Linked DNA regions of Mus musculus: regions 2 and 3 are each linked to region 1. The links are chromatin contacts, called in public ChIA-PET and promoter capture Hi-C maps. All regions are on one chromosome and are shown on one strand. Each heading gives the region's core, a stretch centred on a gene start, on an enhancer-like site or on the middle of the called end of the contact. The rest is flanking DNA. Distances are from core to core; before and after follow the strand shown.

Evidence for each region. Promoter capture Hi-C pulls out the DNA fragments that hold promoters and counts their contacts. ChIA-PET counts read pairs in DNA pulled down with a chosen protein or histone mark.
Region 2: a contact with region 1 is called in a promoter capture Hi-C map of pre-B cells, with 7 times the contacts expected there. The contact joins the promoter of Ythdf1 here to the promoter of Ppdpf in region 1. A contact is called at or near these places in 4 of 39 promoter capture datasets (hematopoietic stem and progenitor cells, liver and pre-B cells), 3 of 484 Hi-C or Micro-C datasets (CD4 T cells, muscle stem cells and natural killer cells), 4 of 115 datasets of contacts at active chromatin or transcription factors (astrocytes, embryonic stem cells and memory CD8 T cells) and 1 of 9 other capture datasets (liver).
Region 3: an RNA polymerase II ChIA-PET map of memory CD8 T cells shows a contact between it and region 1, with 11 read pairs. The contact joins the promoter of Dido1 here to the promoter of Ppdpf in region 1. A contact is called at or near these places in 1 of 484 Hi-C or Micro-C datasets (B cells) and 1 of 115 datasets of contacts at active chromatin or transcription factors (memory CD8 T cells).

The regions. Positions count from the first base shown.
Region 1 is chr2:181,185,727-181,188,943 of GRCm38.p6, reverse strand. Ppdpf (pancreatic progenitor cell differentiation and proliferation factor) reads right to left here and starts at 1,697. Exons shown (of 5, transcript NM_001356427.1): 1 at 1,490-1,697; 2 at 1,208-1,279; 3 at 1,058-1,135; 4 at 844-940; 5 at 440-762. The coding sequence starts at 1,262. The coding sequence ends at 645.
Region 2 is chr2:180,919,515-180,922,344 of GRCm38.p6, reverse strand. Ythdf1 (YTH N6-methyladenosine RNA binding protein 1) reads left to right here and starts at 1,409. Exons shown (of 5, transcript NM_173761.3): 1 at 1,409-1,661; 2 at 2,009-2,033. The coding sequence starts at 1,635.
Region 3 is chr2:180,700,373-180,703,653 of GRCm38.p6, reverse strand. It overlaps Dido1 (death inducer-obliterator 1), which reads left to right and starts at 1,552. Exons shown (of 16, transcript NM_175551.4): 1 at 1,552-1,693.

The DNA of each region.
Region 1 (3,217 bases), core at 448-2,947:
TGTTTACCAGGTGAGGTAGCAGAAAGGCTTGCTGAGCCACACCTAAGACTCCACCCTAACCTTGCCATTTCAGCCACCCCCCTCAGCTCCTATGCCCTCTGACCTAGAGGCTAGACTTCCTGTGTTTGTAACCCTCTTTCAGTCTGAGCTAGTATCCCCAACCTTGGGGAACCAGCCGTGCAGCAAGTAGTGGGGAGGGCCTGACCCAAGATCACCCACCAGGTTCCTGTGTAGGAACTGAGAGCTCCCAAACTCAGCCAGAGGCCCAGCTTCCCCTGGACTGTCTACCTGGGGCCAGGCCCACTTGAGAGGGTATCTCACCAGATGCAGGGGTATCACTGGGAAGGGTCTCAAGGAGCTGTCAGGAAAGCCTGGGAGCAGTATAGCATCCAGCAGGAAGCAAGGCTGGATTCAGTAATGTTTCAAACATACCAGGGGAGGGTGGCTGCTGTGAGTTTATTTTCTGCTTTGTGCCAAGACACAGTTATGGGGTCAGGAAAGTTCAGTGCTGTGAACCAAGAGGGGGCTCTCTCCAGCTTCTACTGGTTTCTCTTGTTCAGCCTTCCTAGTTTACAGGGAGGGTCGAGAGGGTAGGCACTGGCCTAGCACCACTTCAGCTTGGGCAGGCTGCAGATTCTGATAGGTCAGGAAAGGTCCCTGGGGTTGGTCTGGCCAGAATGGATGACTGGCTGCTGCTTCATGGTTTCAGGAGTCAGGCCACAGGTCATCGGGCTTCTGGAGACCTGGGGGGATTCTGCCGAGCTGTAAGGAGAGCATAGGTCACTGGGTCGGCATTTGCTTTAATTGGGGCCACCCCCACAACCACATGGAAGATGGACTCACCGCTCAGGAGACTCCAACACTGTAGTCATGAACGGGAGTGTGGATTTCCCGAAAAAGAAGCTGGCCCACCAGTGGCCCGGGTCGGCTTTGGGAAGACCTGAGGAGCAAAGGAGGGTCACGATGGGGTCAAGTCCTTCTCCACGCTACCCATCCCCCACCCCACTCCGCCTTAGGACGTGAACTCTGCCCTTCCGCTGGCTGGTTCTGCACTTACCCGGGGACTGGAGCACGGCGTCCCCAGGGTACTCGGCACTTCCGCCGGAGCTGCTGCTGGACGAGGAGCCCAGGCGTCCTGGGAAGGGGAGGCGGGTCAGCCACAGGGCCCTGGGCCAGCCCTGGGCGGGGCTGGCGAGGGGCTACTTACGCCGATAGTAGTCATGGGTAGCCACGAGCGAGCCGCTGGAAGGGATGGCTGCCATGCTTCAGGACCGAGGCGCTGCGGAGACGAGAGCAGAATGTGGGCCCTGGTCACCGCACACCGGAGGGTTCCCCGAGTCTCCCGGGTCCTGACAGTGCCAGGTTTCCAAGCGGCTCCAACCAGCCCGGTCCGGCTGCGTGGTGAGACAAAGGGGCTTTGTCTGCTCCTGGCCCCAAGAAGACGCGCCTCCCCCACCCCACCGCCGGCTGCCTTCGTCACTGCCCTCACCTCGGCGGAGAACCCCTTCCTTGCAGGCTTCGTTTTTAGGCCACCAGGGCGCTAGGCCGCGGAGCCCATTTGCAAAGATAACCCACGAAACACCACTTTAGGACCCACGCGCGCTATGCGCACGCGCGTACTTAGTAGCTTTCCTGCACCGCAAAAGACGCACCACTGGGAGGCGGGGCGCGCGTCAAAGCCCCTCCCGCTTCACAGCGGGCCCACCCATGAGACTTTTGAGCTCCCCTGATAGACCAGAAGTAGCACGAAGTGGTCCCGCCCTTCCCTATTAGACTCCACCCCGAGCGGAGCAAGAATCCACCCTACCTTCTGCAATGCTAGGTTCTGCAAAGTTCCACATTGGCCCTAACCTCCTTGATCAAACATCTGTGGTTTCGCTCCAGTCGAAACCAGCTCTGCTGCTTTTTTCCTGCCTGGTTCGGACTCGAACCCGGATAGAAGAGGTTAAAGAATCTCATGTGCCCCTCAGTCTGTGCCACCCTCTCGGATGTGGTCTCATGTAGTACAGCCTGTTTGGTGTTCTTGTTCCCTTTACTTGGGGCTGCCCGCTGCTTTCGCTGGTCCCCGCAGGCTTTATTTTCCACGTACCTCACTCCGACCCTTGACTGAGTGGATCTGTTTAACATAAGTAAGCACAAGCTGTTGCCGCGCACCTCCCTACCATCGCAATCTCTGTTTTCTGGGCTCACTGGATGGTGCCTGGAGCCCCCAAGCGGTCCTGTAGGGAATAGCCTGCCCTTGGTAAGCTGAGGAGCTGTCTGTCTTTCAAGTCCTGACTCGCATTGTTGTTCATCATTCCCAACCTGTGTTCTGTTTGGAGAGGAGTGATGGAAGACAGACGAAGCCTTGGGGTCAGAGAGAGCTCTAACAGAGACAGTCTCTAGTAGCTTCCATTGTTGGTCGGAGACTCATGTTTGGGGGGAATCAAGTTAGGGCTGGCCAGCATGCCCTGCCCACCCTTCCCTTCCTCAGCAGCCTGTGTTCTGTCAGACCGAGAGGATCATGAGCCAGCTTCGTGCAGCATGCTTCTCCTATAACCAAAGATGCTGGACTTCATTGGAGGCTCAGGGAGAACCGACTAGGCTGAGGCTAGTAGGATCCCAGGAGGAGGCTCTTGTGTCGCCGAAGTCTCAAGGCTGCTTGGCTGGGACCCTTTGCTTGGATTTGTTGAGACCTACTCTGTGCAAGCATTGATCCAGGCTCGGGAAAACCAGACAAGAAATGGTCCAGTAGGGGTGCTGGTTTAGAGATCATAAAGGAGATGGGTAAGGTGTAATGAAAAAGAGGTGGGGGCAGTTGACATGACAGCAGTACAAGTGAGTAAGGCCACTGATAAGGACCGTCCTGGTGACACCAGGAGGGTGAGACTTCTGTCTTCATAGTGTTATGTACTTCAGATTCTATGACTTACCCTGAACTGTCCTGGTCAAGTACATGGGCATCTCCAGTGGTTATTAGCTATTTCCTGTAGTGAAAATTCCCTCTGAAAAGAAAGTAAAGGATATATGCCTAGTTCTATTGCATCTTCTTATGCCTGCTCTTTTCTGAAGGGAAAGAGAGGAACAATGGATCTGGGGAAGATGGGAGATGGGCAAGGTCAGGGAGAAGGAGAAAGGGAGGCTGCTGTGGGGATGTATTGCATATGAGATGAGTGAAAAATAAAACCTCCCAAGAATACAAGGACTTGCTGATGATTGCACACGCCTTTATCCCAGC
Region 2 (2,830 bases), core at 160-2,659, 270 kb after region 1:
GCCTCTGGGCTCCATCCATCAGCTCTTCAACAGAAACTTCAACCCAGCTTCCCTGGAGGACATCTAACATCTACAAAATGGCTGACAGCTGTGCCCTTCAACCCAGTGATCCACCTGCATGTGCCTCGCTCTGGTGTCCTCCTATTGATGATGTGCATCAGAAGCTAGGACATTTACTACAACAAATCCAGGGACCAAACATGCCCCAGAAGGGATGTGTGGATGCATCTGGGGTTTGGTCCCTAGCAATGTTCTTGCAATCACATGATAGGTCACAAATTTGCCTGTTATTCCAGTTCCAGGCTATCAGACACCTTTTCTGACCCTTCACATTCACCAAGTGCACCTATAGTGCACATATATACATGCAAGCAAAACACTCATACAAATAACATTTATTTTAAAGGGGCTGGAGAGATGGCTCAGGGTCAAGGTATAAGAGCATTTACTGCTCTTTTAGAGAATCTAGGTTCAATTCTCAGCATCCACTTTGGGGTCTGAACCATCTATAACTCCAGTTCTGGGGTATCTGACACCCTCCTCTGGCCTCCTTGAGCACCAGGCACACATGCAGTGCATAGACATACATGCAGGCAAAACACTCATACACATAAGATTAAAATTAATAAATCTTTTTAAAATTACATTCAAAAGATTTGTTTTATTTTATGTGTGTGTGTGTGTGCCTGCTTGTCTATATATGCATCACGTGCATTCAATGCCAGAAAAAGAGTTCTGGAACCCCTGAGACTGGAGAATTGTAAGCCATCATGTGGGTGTTGGAACTAGCCCCAGGTCCTTTGTAAGAACAGCAAGTAGTCTTGAGCACTGAGCCATTGCTCTAAACCTCAAATAAAACTTTTTTTAACGACGGGAACAGGGAGGAGGAGTCTGTGTGTGGTAGCAGGTTCACTGAGCAAAGAGCTTGCCTGAAAGTGAATGGCTAAATGGCTAATGGGGTGAGTTCTTTGTTGGAGACTCTTTGACGGATGAACTTTCCCCACGTGGAACCCAAAGGGGGCCGTCTAGCTTTCCTCAAAGTCCTCTTGTTTTTACCCTGGGTGATGGAATCAGGTACAGAATCTAACGCGAATACTGGTTATTCTGGCACACTCCTGTCAGGTTCATATTGTCACGGGGCAGGCTAGGAGGCCAGCCCAGCAGCCACAAAACTCTGGGACAGGTGTAGCTAAACTACAACCTCACACCGTCTCCCCAATAGGCGCCGCCCCAGGAGCCCCACGTGACTCTCGAGTCGCCCCGCCCCATCCGGTCCGGTCCCGCCCCTCCAGCGCGAGACTGAGTCCCAAGCGCGAAATCCTGGGCGAGGAGCGACGGTGCGCAGGCGCAATGGTGGCGACTCGACGGCGCTCCCGGCCTGCCCCGCGCGCTGACGTCGCGTAGCTTCGTCCCAGCCGCCGCGGCCGCCATTGGAGTCGGCGCCCCCTCAGCCTGTCCGCTACCTTCCGCTGCTTCCCGCTGTTCCGGCCCGCGTGCCTACAGCTGCCGCCGCGCCCGGCCGCACCCGCGGAGTTGGCGGCGGGGCACGGGGCCGCGCGCGGCGTGACAGGCCCGGCCTCGTGGGAGGCCCGAGCCGGCGGCGCCCGGGTCCCGCGCCGCGCTGTTCATGAAGCATGTCGGCCACCAGCGTGGACCCCCAGGTAGGGGCGTCTCGGGACCACGGTCACGAGAGCAGGCCGTGGACAGGGCAAGACAGGTTGCGGTCTGGGCCGCGCCGGGGACCTGGAGGCTGAGCTGGGGTTAGGGTGCGGGGTCCGGACTGGGAACAGGGAGGCCGGGTCGAAGATCTGAATACCAGGCCGGGCCACGGTTCTGGGGTCCAATGGCGGGGTCGCTGGGCTTGGCTGTGATCAAAGTGTGGGAGATCTGGAGGCCCGGTCGGGGTCGGGTCGCCCTCCGGGTAGCGTTCTTTTCGGATAGTAACTTTGTGTTTCCTTTCCCGGGCTGGGTGGTGTCCACCCGCATATCCTGGCCTGCGGCGATGCAGAGAACAAAAGGACAAGATAATAAAGGTGAGGAGAGTTCCGGGAAGTTGTCCGGACTTGAGAGGAGAACGGGGCAGCGCCAGTCCGTGTGGACAGAGAAAGTCCACCAAGCCAGCCTGGGATCTGAAACTTAGTTTCCTCCCGTAAGCTTGGAGGAGATGAAAGTTTCTATTTCCGGGGTACTTGACAGATTGGAGGGGAACTAGAAAAATAAAGGCGTACCCGGAGTAGTTCAGATAATATTTTGCAATTTCCCCCTTGACCCTGCCAGAACAGTTACCTGGTGGGGAAAGAAATGGTGATCAGACGGCCTCGCAGAGGTCTGAGTGACTGACTGGTCCTCTGTTGCTAGGTAGTGGATGGCTCTGGAGGAGAGTCAGCCAGCTAGCTGTGGATCCGGAGGCCCTGCCCTCCATCCTTAGCTATAGTCATTGTAAGTTTATTGTTATCTCCTGTGATATTCTGGCTTGTAATAAACTTCCAAAACTCTTATGAGAACTCCAGAGTGACACTAAATCCTGGGAAGACTGTTTTTAACCAGTGCATGTTGTTGTTACTTGGGTGTAACCAAATATGGCTCATCGTGTTTTAAGATTGGAAAAGGCCCAACACTTTATTTACCATTCCTTTCCTTTCCTTTCCTGGCTGTGCACTGTAACAGTGGAAAGTAAGTGGAGAATCAGATGATAGTAAGCTTAGGTTACAGCCCTTTCCAGCTGAGCATCCTGCCCTCAGATCTCTGCATAACTAGGCTCTTAAAGCATGTGTCCGCTATTTGCCTGGAGTAGAGTATTGGATTGGAATAGGGAAACCCTGGGTTCGGT
Region 3 (3,281 bases), core at 303-2,802, 490 kb after region 1:
GTATTTCACTCTGTAGCCAAAGCTGTCCTGGAACTCAAAATCTTCCTGCCTCAGCATCCTCAGTGCTTGTAATACAGAGGTCACTACACCTGGTTACAAAGTCTGTAAATTGCTGGGGGTTTTTTGGGCTTTTTTCTGTGCTGCCAGTACCTTGTGCTCTCGGTATTGTGATGGTTGGTGTTGGGTCTCAGCTGTGTATGGATGTAGCACTGCCAGATAAAGATCTGCTGCAAATTGGACCCTGCTGTTTTTAAAGTGAAATCGAAGACTGGTGCTTTACTCTATTGCCCTCCGTGCAAAGCAGCTGGTGATTTGTTATCGGATTCTTCAGTGCTGTGCAAGTAAACGCATTTTATCTAAAGTTAGCTGTTACAGATTACTCCATGCCTAGCATGGCCCTAGGGTGGCTCTGGGTTCCATCTCCAGCACTGCACATAATAAAATGAACTGTAAGTTAAATGTTGGGTTTTAGTTTTTTATATTTAAAAATGTTTATTTAATGTGTATGAATGGTCTGCTTTTATGTATGTGTACATGCAGTGGGTGCCTGATGCCTGAGGAGGGCACTGGATCCCCAGAACTGGAGTTGTTTGGCCGCTTGTGGATGCTGGGAACTTATTTCAAGGGCAGAGTTGAGTAATCAGGGTAGGCTCCTCCTTGACTAGAATCTGAAAGGTGGTATTGAAGGATCTCACCAAGGGAAGCAGAAGCAGCCTTCTACTGTACTGAAGGAAGCCCCATGAGCTGTCATGTAATCTTGGGAAATGTTAGAAAGAAAACTACTCAAGACCTGGGCTTCTGAATGGAGCATTGGAGGCCTCTACAATGTGAGAGAGGCCTTACTAGACCGGAGCACATGTTTGTTACAGGAAGCCGAAGTTAGAGTCCAGAAGAATGGCTTCCTAGCGTTGTGTCTGTGTGCTTACATAAATAAGAAGCTGGTTGTATGGGGCAAAGCTGAGCGTCTATCCCGGCATTAACTGCCCTCAGAGCAATGTGGCTAGTGTTCACGTTGCGACCTCTTTCTGGTTTCCTTAAGTAATATGGGGGACAGTGAAGGAATATCACTGTAGTTAGCGCTAGGGGGGGAAATTCTTAAATGCCTTCGTGAGGGGACTGGGGGTGGGGCCCTTGTAGGCACGAATGCCTGGACTTTGGCTCCTGGTCCATTTTTAGGAAGAAATGGACGGGGCAAGGAGTAAAGGATAGTATGAGGGAGTGAGTCCCTGTAGGGCTGGCGCCCCTCCCCGCTCTGCACACGCCCTGCCATAGGCGAGAGCTGCAGGGCTTTGAGGTTTTCCTGGCTCCTTCCCACCGGAATCCGGTGCTGGTTTGTTCCGAAGCACCAGTCCCTGCAGACACAGAGTTTAAGCTTTTGGAATGCTGGGCCGGGTGCTGTTCAAGGATAGCTGGAGGAACCTTTTAGTGGCATTGGCTCCCAGCTTAGCCCCTTAGTTCGGGACGCGGGAATCTGTCAAGCGTGCCCGGCCAACCAGGCTGGCGCTCCGGGGAACCCGGGTGGCGCATGCGTGCAAGAAGGGCGGCACAGCCGCTCTAGCCTCGCCGTAGCTCGGTGGCCGGTCGATTTCTTCCGCTTGCCGCGCGGCCTACCACTCTAGGACGGTAGTCTCGCTGGTCTCTGCTCTATATCCGTGGTAGCTCTGGAAATGGCTGCGGGATCCCGGCGGCCGGGGTAAGTGACTCTGTACTGTGAAGGAGGGCGGAAGCCGTGTGGACCCGAACGGCACTTGGACTCCGGACAAGGTGGAGCGGCGCCATGCCGGCAGCCTAGTTCCAGCGAGCGGCGCCGATGGCGCCGAGAAAATGGCGTCGCGGCCCGCGGGGCCCTTTCCGGCCCCGGGCTGAGGGATCGCGGTGGAGCGCGCGAGGCCGGCCGGCCGGGCGGGCGGTCTGCGTCTGGTTTCTGCCGAAATCACCGGTTGTCTTGTGTAGTCCAAGATGGTCTGGGTCTGGGAGGCTGTGGAGCCCTTGATTCTGAGTCGGAGTTAGGGGCCCAGCCTCCCGAGGCCGCAGGTTCTCGACACTTGCGGTAGGGCATTCGTGGTAGGACGTGACTGGGCCTGGGCGCGAATTTGCGGGTGTACGAGCAGATATCTCATGGGGGACTTCGGGGAAGATCCAGCCTCAGCCCTGTGTAGGGCCTGGGCGTTGTCTGGGCGCTCATTGCCTCTTGCCAGTGTTGGTGGCCAGGTGTGTGTTAATGTAGATTGATCTCAACAGTGACTCTTGAGTAAGAGGCCCTGGGTTTGATTGGGAATGTTGTGTATATTTGATTTTCCACAAAAGGATGCTCCTTGTTACACTTGTCAGGCAAACTCAGTTGTGTAAGGATGACAAACAGCACACAAAAAAGATTGTGTAATTGATGACCCCTGCCAGCACTCATGACCAGCACTTTCCTCCTGCCAATCAGTGCATGTGTAGCATCATAATAGCTTGTTGAGAACGTGTGCTAGGGGACCTGAGGAGAGCTCAGGTAGGTCTTGAAGGCGAGGTGGGATGTCTTCCTGCCTTCTGTCGTTCGCAGAAGTTTTCTACTGTCAGAAAAGCTCTCTGTACCTCTTCTGGTAGGTATTGTCTTAATAGGCTAAAGAGTCTTAATTCAGTCAGTGCTGAGCACCTCAAGTAATGATTTCTCTTCAGCATATGAGTACTGTCTGTGCCAGGCTGTACACTTCTGTCAGCACAGCATGTTTTACCATGTTACACATCTGCCCTTCGATACTAGGTGACTTCGGTTTAACCCAGAAGAGCAAAGATTCATGTTGCACTTAGATCCTTACATAGTGATCCGTGTTGTAGAATCTGTTTCTTATGCTCAAGCCCCAACTAAGAAATTGTTGCTGAGTGGAGTCTCCTTTAAGTCTTAGATGACTGGGTCCTTTATAGAAACCCAGTAGTCTCTGAGGTTTTGTGTTGATTCGGTTACAAAGGTTGTGTGATTTGCAGCCAGTGATAGTGAGCTCTTTGGAAAGAGGAGGTCAAAGCCCAAAGTCTGAGTTGTGCTCATTTGTTCTGAGTGTGCAGGCTCGCCTGTGAGACAGAACATGTTGACAAGGCTTTAGTTTATTTTCTTAGTGGTCATTTTGAGACCTTTATAAGGGAATGTGAGTGGGCAATTTACATAGTTTTAAAGACTAATTCTGGCCGGGCAGTGGTGGCACACGCCTTTAATCCCAGCACTTGGGAGGCAGAGGCAGGTGGATTTCTGAGTTCGAGGCCAGCCTGGTCTACAGAGTGAGTTCCAGGACAGCCAGGGC